Regions from separate parts of the Hordeum vulgare genome. Here region 2 is linked to region 1. The links are chromatin contacts, called in public Hi-C maps. All regions are on one chromosome and are shown on one strand. The core of a region is the stretch at or near the end of the contact, and the rest is flanking DNA. Distances in the headings are between cores, read along the strand shown.

The links. Hi-C and Micro-C count contacts between places; a contact is called where the count stands out from the background.
Region 2: a contact with region 1 is called in a Hi-C map of leaf, with 2.9 times the contacts expected there. The contact joins the promoter of LOC123448623 here to the enhancer-like site in region 1. A contact is called at or near these places in 4 of 6 Hi-C or Micro-C datasets (leaf and seedling).

What each region holds. Positions count from the first base shown.
Region 1 is chr4H:358,974,146-358,977,903 of MorexV3_pseudomolecules_assembly, reverse strand. No RefSeq gene overlaps it. Among protein-coding and RNA genes, the nearest start is that of LOC123448622, 120 kb to the right of the region's middle. Within about 2 kb of position 2,138, at least 2 of the 3 cell types and tissues checked have open chromatin away from gene starts, as enhancers often do. A contact at or near this core is called in leaf, where this site is marked.
Region 2 is chr4H:359,187,035-359,190,792 of MorexV3_pseudomolecules_assembly, reverse strand. LOC123448623 reads left to right here and starts at 1,648. Exons shown (of 28, transcript XM_045125576.1): 1 at 1,648-1,937; 2 at 2,016-2,199; 3 at 2,309-2,460; 4 at 3,547-3,666. The coding sequence starts at 1,791.

The DNA of each region.
Region 1 (3,758 bases), core at 889-3,388:
TTAGTGAAATTATGAATAGTTTTTTAGAATGCATACATTTTTTAACTTTGGGAACATTTTTTGAACATACAAACACTTTTTTCAAATTGGTGAAGATTTTTTGTAAATAGTGAACATGTTTTCAAATTTTCAAACAATTTTGATTTCTAAACAATTTTTTAGAGTGAGAACAATTTTCAAACAATTTTGATTTTGTGAACTTTTTGAACCATCAAAAAAGGATCAGAAAAAAAAAAGAAATAGAAAAGGTAAAAAAATGAAAAGAAATAAACAAAAAGGAAATAAAATGAAAAATAGAAAACCTGAAAGAAAAAAAAACAAGAATCACACGCACGGCCCACTAAGCCCGTGAACCCCATGTTCCCTATGCGAAACCTGAGCTACCTCATGCTCAACGAGGTCGATAGGAGTTCCGGTATTTTTCATAGCGAGCGCACACGTCGGAAATCTGGGGAGCCACTAGTTAGCGAGCGTTCCTTCGGAAGCCTCGCAACGAGAACTCCCACGCGCTGCCACTTGGCGCATTCTCAGCTGCCGTCACGTGTCACGTTCTGTACGCTCCCTTCGGATTTCTTTTTTATTTTTCCACACGTGTTTTTGACCTTTTATATTGGTTTTTTCCAATTTTTTTGGTGCTTTGGTTTTCACGGTCTTCCTTAGTTTTTTGACAAAAAACTAATTTCACAAAAAGGGCAAAAATCTTTTTTTTGCCTCTCGAAAACGGAAAAAAAGTCGTATTTTCTGTTTTTTTTTGCGAGAGGCACGGTTTTGCTTCCGCGAGACGCACTTTTTTCCTTCGCGAGAGGCACGTTCGTGGTTCTTGGAAAGGAAAAATACTCACTTTCTTTTTTTTCCATAAGAGACACGGTTTTGCTTGTGGAGAGACACCATTTTGCCTTCATGAGAGGCATCCTCTTGCATCCAGGACAAGGGAAAAACACAATTCTTTTTACGTGAAAGGCACAATTTTGTTTTTCCAAGAGGCACGGTTTTGTCTTCATCGGAGGCACGAGCATGCCTATGTGAAAGAAAAAAACACGTTTTTTGTTTTTTCCCTATCGCAAGAGGCATGGTTTTTTTGGTCTGATTTTTTTGAAAGAAAAAAGGTTCGTCAAAATATATAAACGTGGGATCTACTTTTCAATATCTCCGCGCAAAAACTCAACGATGAAAACGGTTCGAAATTTGGACGCACGGTTTAGGAGATAAAATATTTTGAAAATATAAATCTATGAAAAAAGGGAAAAGTTTCATGTTGCGACAAAGTGAAGCGCATGCAGTGCGCCACTTGTTACATGTGGAAAGGTGAGAGTGATCTTTGAAATGTAAATTCCTTAATTAATGATTTCAAAAAATTAATGCTGTTTTCGATGGGCCAGCCCATGATAGCTTTCCGTTTCTCCGGTTATAGGAAGCTCCCAAACAAACAAAAAACTGTTTTCTTTGTGTTTTTGTTCGGTTTTCAGCTTGTTTTATTTCTTATTTTTGTATTTAAATTTTTAGCACACTTTTATAACTCATGAAGTTTTGTTAAAGTAATGAACAATTTTCAAAACTTCTGAAAAAACAAATTTATGAAAACAAATTATTTCGTGGTTATTTTGAAAAACTTACGAACAATTTTAAATGTTTGAACAATTTCCAATATGTGAACTTTTCCCAAATTAATCAGTACTTTAAAATTTGTCAACTTTTTTTATGTTCGTGTTTTTAAAATTCACAAGCCTTGTTTCAACTTTGCTAAGTTATTCCAAATTCATGAATGCCTTTCGATGGCATTCATGTTTTTTCATATTCATGAACATTTTTGAAATTAACAATATTTTTTCAATTTCATGATCTTTTTTTTAATTCCATTCTTTTAAATTTCATGAAGAATTTTCAAATTCATTTTTTTAATCTCTGAACTTTTTTGATTTTCCATATTGTCTCAATTTTTTTAGTAAAACCGTACACTTATTTTCTCGGACAGCAAGCAACAGCAGAATATTTGTCGTAAAAAGAAAAAGATGAGCTCTCGTGAGCGAGTGAGTAAATGAGGCAAAGCAAGCGCTCGGGGGATCTTGGGCCATCCCACGTCATGGGGCTTGTGGGCGGTGATTCTCCTCTTGGCGCTTTAACCGCTACGGAGGACGACAAATGCTATTTGGCGCTTGATGCGCCAAATTTACGACCACTTTGCTTTCACTATGTTCTGAGCAGAACGATCCATAGTTCACATCTACCACCACTGGTTTAGGGAACCTTCTAGAAGCTTCCCCTGGTTTTTTAGGCTGATTTCATTTGGGTTTGTGGGTTTTGTTTATTTCCTTTTCTTATTTTTATTTTTTCTTTGATATATTTTTTCTCCATTGTTTTATTTTTCCTTTTTACGTTCTCATTTTTTTATTTTTTCCTTTACATGTTTTATTTCTAATCTCATGAACTTCTTTTTTTAATTTAATGAACTTTGTAAAATCATGAGCAATTTTTAAATTTGTAGAAGTTTTCCTTTTTTCGACATTTTTCAAACCAGCGAAGTATTTATAAATTCTTGAAATTTTTCAGGTTCGTGAACATTTATTCAAATCCATGTACAATTTTCTAAAATGGACAAACCTCTTTAAATGTTGTGACTTTTCAAATTCATTTTTTAAATGATGAACAATTTTTAGAACAAATCATTTTCCAAATTTTGCTAGTTTTTAAGGATGAGTGAGCAGTTTTCTTCAATTCTTGAACATTATTTAGTTTCATGATTTTTTTAATCTTATAAACTTTTTTCAAGATCAGAACTTACTTTGAATGACTCACTTTAGTAAAGGTTTCTAAAATTCTACAACAAAAATTCAAATAAAAGAGCGTTGTTTTAGAAGTCAAGTGTTAAATGTGAGTGTTAAATGGACCAGTGAGAAGCTGGGGCAAGTGGTATTTAGCGCTTATCGTGCCAAATGTGGCCAAATGGGCAATATCAAGTTGTAAACCTTCTAGAGTTGGCTTATCAATTAGGGTTTGTAGGGTCAGCTCTGCTTCCCGATCCATCACGGCTATTTCTCCTGAGCGAGATCGGTGGCACCACCATGAGATCCACCGCCGACACGGGCTTCACCGCGACCTACATCACACTCATTAGTTTTTCTATGCATCAGCATCCTTCGCAGCAAACATGTCAACTACATCCCTAGGTGGTAGATTGGACATGAATAACAGTCATGGACAGATTCCAAAGGATGGTTCATAGATACCTGCTGTTCTGTAGCCGTCCGACGCGATGATGAGGACACAGCTTGCTAGAGTGCTTCTTCCTGTGATTTCGTGTGGCGAGCAGTCGAGCAACATTGTACAAAACCGACTCTTAGAGGATCAACACACCAGAATCATTGGTGCAGTATTGCATTCAACCGCGAGTAGGCAAGGCGTCGCAGTTCGATGAGGCATCAAGATACCACGTCGAATCGTTGGTGATGAAGCTGATCGGAGAAAAAAGGACGACGCTCCCCGGGATCATCCCATCACTAGAAAATGAAGAAGAAATCACCTGCAACATGGATCACAAGATGCGCATCCCCATAGTGCGTGTGAGCTCTTGTGGTGTGAAATATGATAGTAAGAGAGGGGCGGCAACGAGGCTTGATATAGCGAATCGCAAGAGGGCGACAAAAGGCATATACAAGTGTAGTCCCCTATGTGTGTGGATGTAAAATTCCTATTCGTGTTCTCAAGAAAGATTGTTCTTGTGTATAGTTTTACTGGTACATATAGTTTTGAAATGGTAACCA
Region 2 (3,758 bases), core at 399-2,898, 210 kb before region 1:
ATAAAAGCCCTCTGCTCCACACAGTATTCTTCCCACCTCTCTTATCCTCTGCTTTCTTCTCTGCTTCAGCCTTCGCTCGATGCTCTTCCAAGTCCAAACTAGCCCATGCACGACGACCTCTTTCACGAATCTCAGTCACTGCCCTGTCCGGCATTTTCGTGTCGATCCAACGATAGTACATGCACAGAGGAGGAGGAGACTACAAAAAAAATATAAATATATATATCAAGCTAACAATAATATCTACAACGTGTTTATTCTTGATGACTGAAACATACCGGAGGACTGATGTATGCTGAAGGAGCAACGATTGGATCTTCCTCATAATTGGCGCACATGAAAAACTCCATGCCCAACTAATCTGAAAAATCCGTCATCTCGTTCACCTTGCAGAGATCACCACACCAACAACGCAGTACTTCCACCCCCCGAGGCAAGTTCGCACTCTTCATTTTCCTAGGCCTAATGCTTTGATCCAAACAAGGCAAACTCATGCTGAATACGAAAGAAGTGTGACACATTAAGGCGAAGTGTGGCTGGATGCTGGCGAAGAGTGTTTCAGTGCCTTCTTTTATAGGCTTAGGCGGATGTGTAGGCGGGAAAATATGGCGTGAAGAGGTTCCCTGCTGGCGAAATAATGGACGGGAAAAATGAGCATGTGATAGATTCCTGACAACCTCAAATGAGCGCCGGCCAGCGCCACTTTCGGCGCGAGGAAACAGTACCTGCCGCCTCGGGCGGTGGCGGCAGGGCCCCACAGCTGCGCCCGTTCCGTCGAGTGCGGGGGCTATAACGGAAACCCTATCGGCCGCTTCGAGTCGTGGCGGTAGGCCCCAGCCGCCTCGGGCGGTGGCGGCAGGTGACGCGCTTCGCCTGGCGCGCGAGCCGCCACGGTGGGTGAGGGTCTTTTCTGCTACTTTCGTTTAGAGATGGTCCTTTCCGACAAATAGACTCGGTTAAGGGTCCTTTTTGAACAAAAAATCGGTATTGTGTGGCAAAAGTAAAAAAACGAAAGAAAGAAAGAGAGGCAAGGTCAACGTCCGGAAACAGGCAGGGAGCCGAAACGAGAGCTCCTAAGAGCATGGTTAATAGTATAGCCAATCGCTGGCTATAAGCAGTCTTATAGTCCGTTTTATAGCTAGCTTGTACAATACTTAGCTATAAAAGAGTACTACTTTTGTCATATATGGCCCACCTTTCATCCTCACAAAGCACCTAGGAGCACGTGCTAGAGCTGGCTCTTTACGAAGAGCCCGCTTCTCTTCTCTCTCCTCTTCTCTCTCATCCAACTCAGCAAAAATATAGTATTTTAATCCTTACAGCCTGCTGACTGTAACTTATTGTACTTGCTCTAAAATCGAATCGAATCACTTAACTTTCCCGTTTTAACGTTATGAACCCCCTACGTAACCGCCAATAACTCCTCCGCACGCAATGTTGAGGGAACGGAACGGAACGGACCGGACCGTCCTCCAACGGTACCTATATTGGCAGATAAAACTGACCAGGAGGCCCCTGTTGGTCACCCCAAATCGCGCGCCGACCCTCGATAGCACAGTCTAACCTGTCGCGCCGCTGCCGTATCATTGGTGGTCGCCGCGGCGCCGTCTATTATCGTACTACTAGTATTATATTTGCCCCTTCAATTTCCTCTCTGCCTGCTTTTTTCTCTCCGCGACGCAACAACGCAAACGTTTTGGTTCCTTCCTTCCTTGCCTGCTTTCGTCTCGTCTCCTCTCGTCTCCTCTCCTCTCCACGCCCGCCGATCCCACCACAGGGGACCAGGGACGATGGTCGACACCAGGCGGAGCGCCGCGGCCAAGCGCCCCTCGGACGACGACGACGACGACAAGGGCTCGCCGCCGCCGCCGGCGGACCAGGCGCCGGGGGCCGAGGCCCAGTCGTCGGGCGCCCGCAGGCCCGGCAAGCGCGCCAAGGTCCGGATCTCCCCCTGCATGCGCCGCGCCCGCCTTGATCCTATCTTGCTCATCACACAACGCTCTTGTTCTTCGCAGGCTACGGCGGCCGAAGAGGATACAACCAAGACGGCGGCGCCGGCGACAGATGCGTCCGAGGCTGCTATCGCCACCGGTCCGCCGGTCGCACCGCCGGACACCACCGGCCTGCAGGCTCTCACCGGCGCCATGGACAGGCTGGAGGCCTTCCTGAGGTCAGGGGAGGCGGCGTCGAATTCGGACGGTACGAGTCTCCCCTTTTGGATTATGGTCTGGTGGCGCCCAAAGACTGCCCCTTTTCGGCTGGGGCCTTCAGACCGCTTATGGTCTGATGATTTTTCTCGCTTGCGCAGGGCAAAAGCGTGGCGCCACTGGCAAAGATTTATCCGCCATGTTGAAGAGGGCCAATGATTTGTCGGCCAAGGCCACATCCAATAAACGCCAGGGGGCACTGGGCAGCAGGCGCCAGGAGCCCTGGTGTAGACTAATCTCACAGTATGCCACGGTGCGTCTTCTTTCTATCTCTTTTTACTCATCAAATCGAATTGATTTGAGTTCCCTTTTTTCTGTGCACTTGCAACATAATTTCGTGCCAATATCATCAATAGCAAAACCCGTGCTGTTAAACCTCTTCTTCCATCTAAGAATAGTTTGTTTTGGCAAACAATCTTTTTTAGTGAAAGCATTTCATTTCAGTCTCAAGTGTGTATTTGTACACCGTTACATGAAACCCCTGATATTCCAACCAATATGTTTGCTGAATTGCTGGTTCCTCTTACATCACTTTAGGATGTATTCAGGGTCTCATAGAAATATCTCTCTTCAGTGTCCTGGTCCCGAGTCCTGAATTGAGATGTATATATTTATACATTCCCTCTTGTGTTTCCTCTCGAGTCTACTACTAGAGATATACAATGTTGGTTACGAGAAAATTGCAATCAGTTAACTTGTCAAACACCATGCTTACATCTTTGGAAACATTTCTTAAACACGCACCACTGTTTCAGTAGGCCAAGTACTGCGGGTGTATTGTTATCTTACTGTTTGGTGCATTATGTTTTTGCTGCTTCTTGAGCTTCCTGGTCCAGTCAACCACATAACTATTGCAATCTTTCAAAAAATTGGTTTGGAAGTAGCGATGTTATTGAATTAATGTAGATTTATACATAACCGGGATCCAAGTAACCAAGTTTACTTGCCTAAATATTTTTTTTTTTTTGATTTGAAGAGACTGCATAATACTCCCTCCGTTCCTAAATATAAGTCTTTTAAGCGATTTCACTAAGGGTCTACATACGGAGCAAAATGATTGAATCTATACTCTAAAGTATGTCTATATACATCCGTATGTAGTTCACTAGTGAAATCTCTACAAAGACTTATATTTAGGAACGGAGGGAGTACTCCCTTGTACCTTAATACTGTACTTGTTGTTGGGCAACACTAATACAAGTACCCCCAACTACAAGTATTGTGTATCTCAAAAAAAAAAAACTACAAGTATTGTGGTACAGAGGGAGTAGTGCTTAACAAGTTCATCACAGACTAGCAGCTCTTCATTTAGTTGACTGCAGTTCTATTCGTTTTGCAGGATCCTTCCCTTCCTATTCATTCCTCCTATTTTACTGTTGGTTATGGAGCACAATATGATTTGAGACTGGGCGAGTCATCTACTAGCTCGCTTGTTTGTAAACTGAAGCTTGCTACTAAGGTATAATTTTTCCTGGAAAATTTAGGAGTTCCCGTGTTATGCACTTGGTTTACCTCCTAATACCCCTCTTTTTTTATGTTGACCTTTTGATA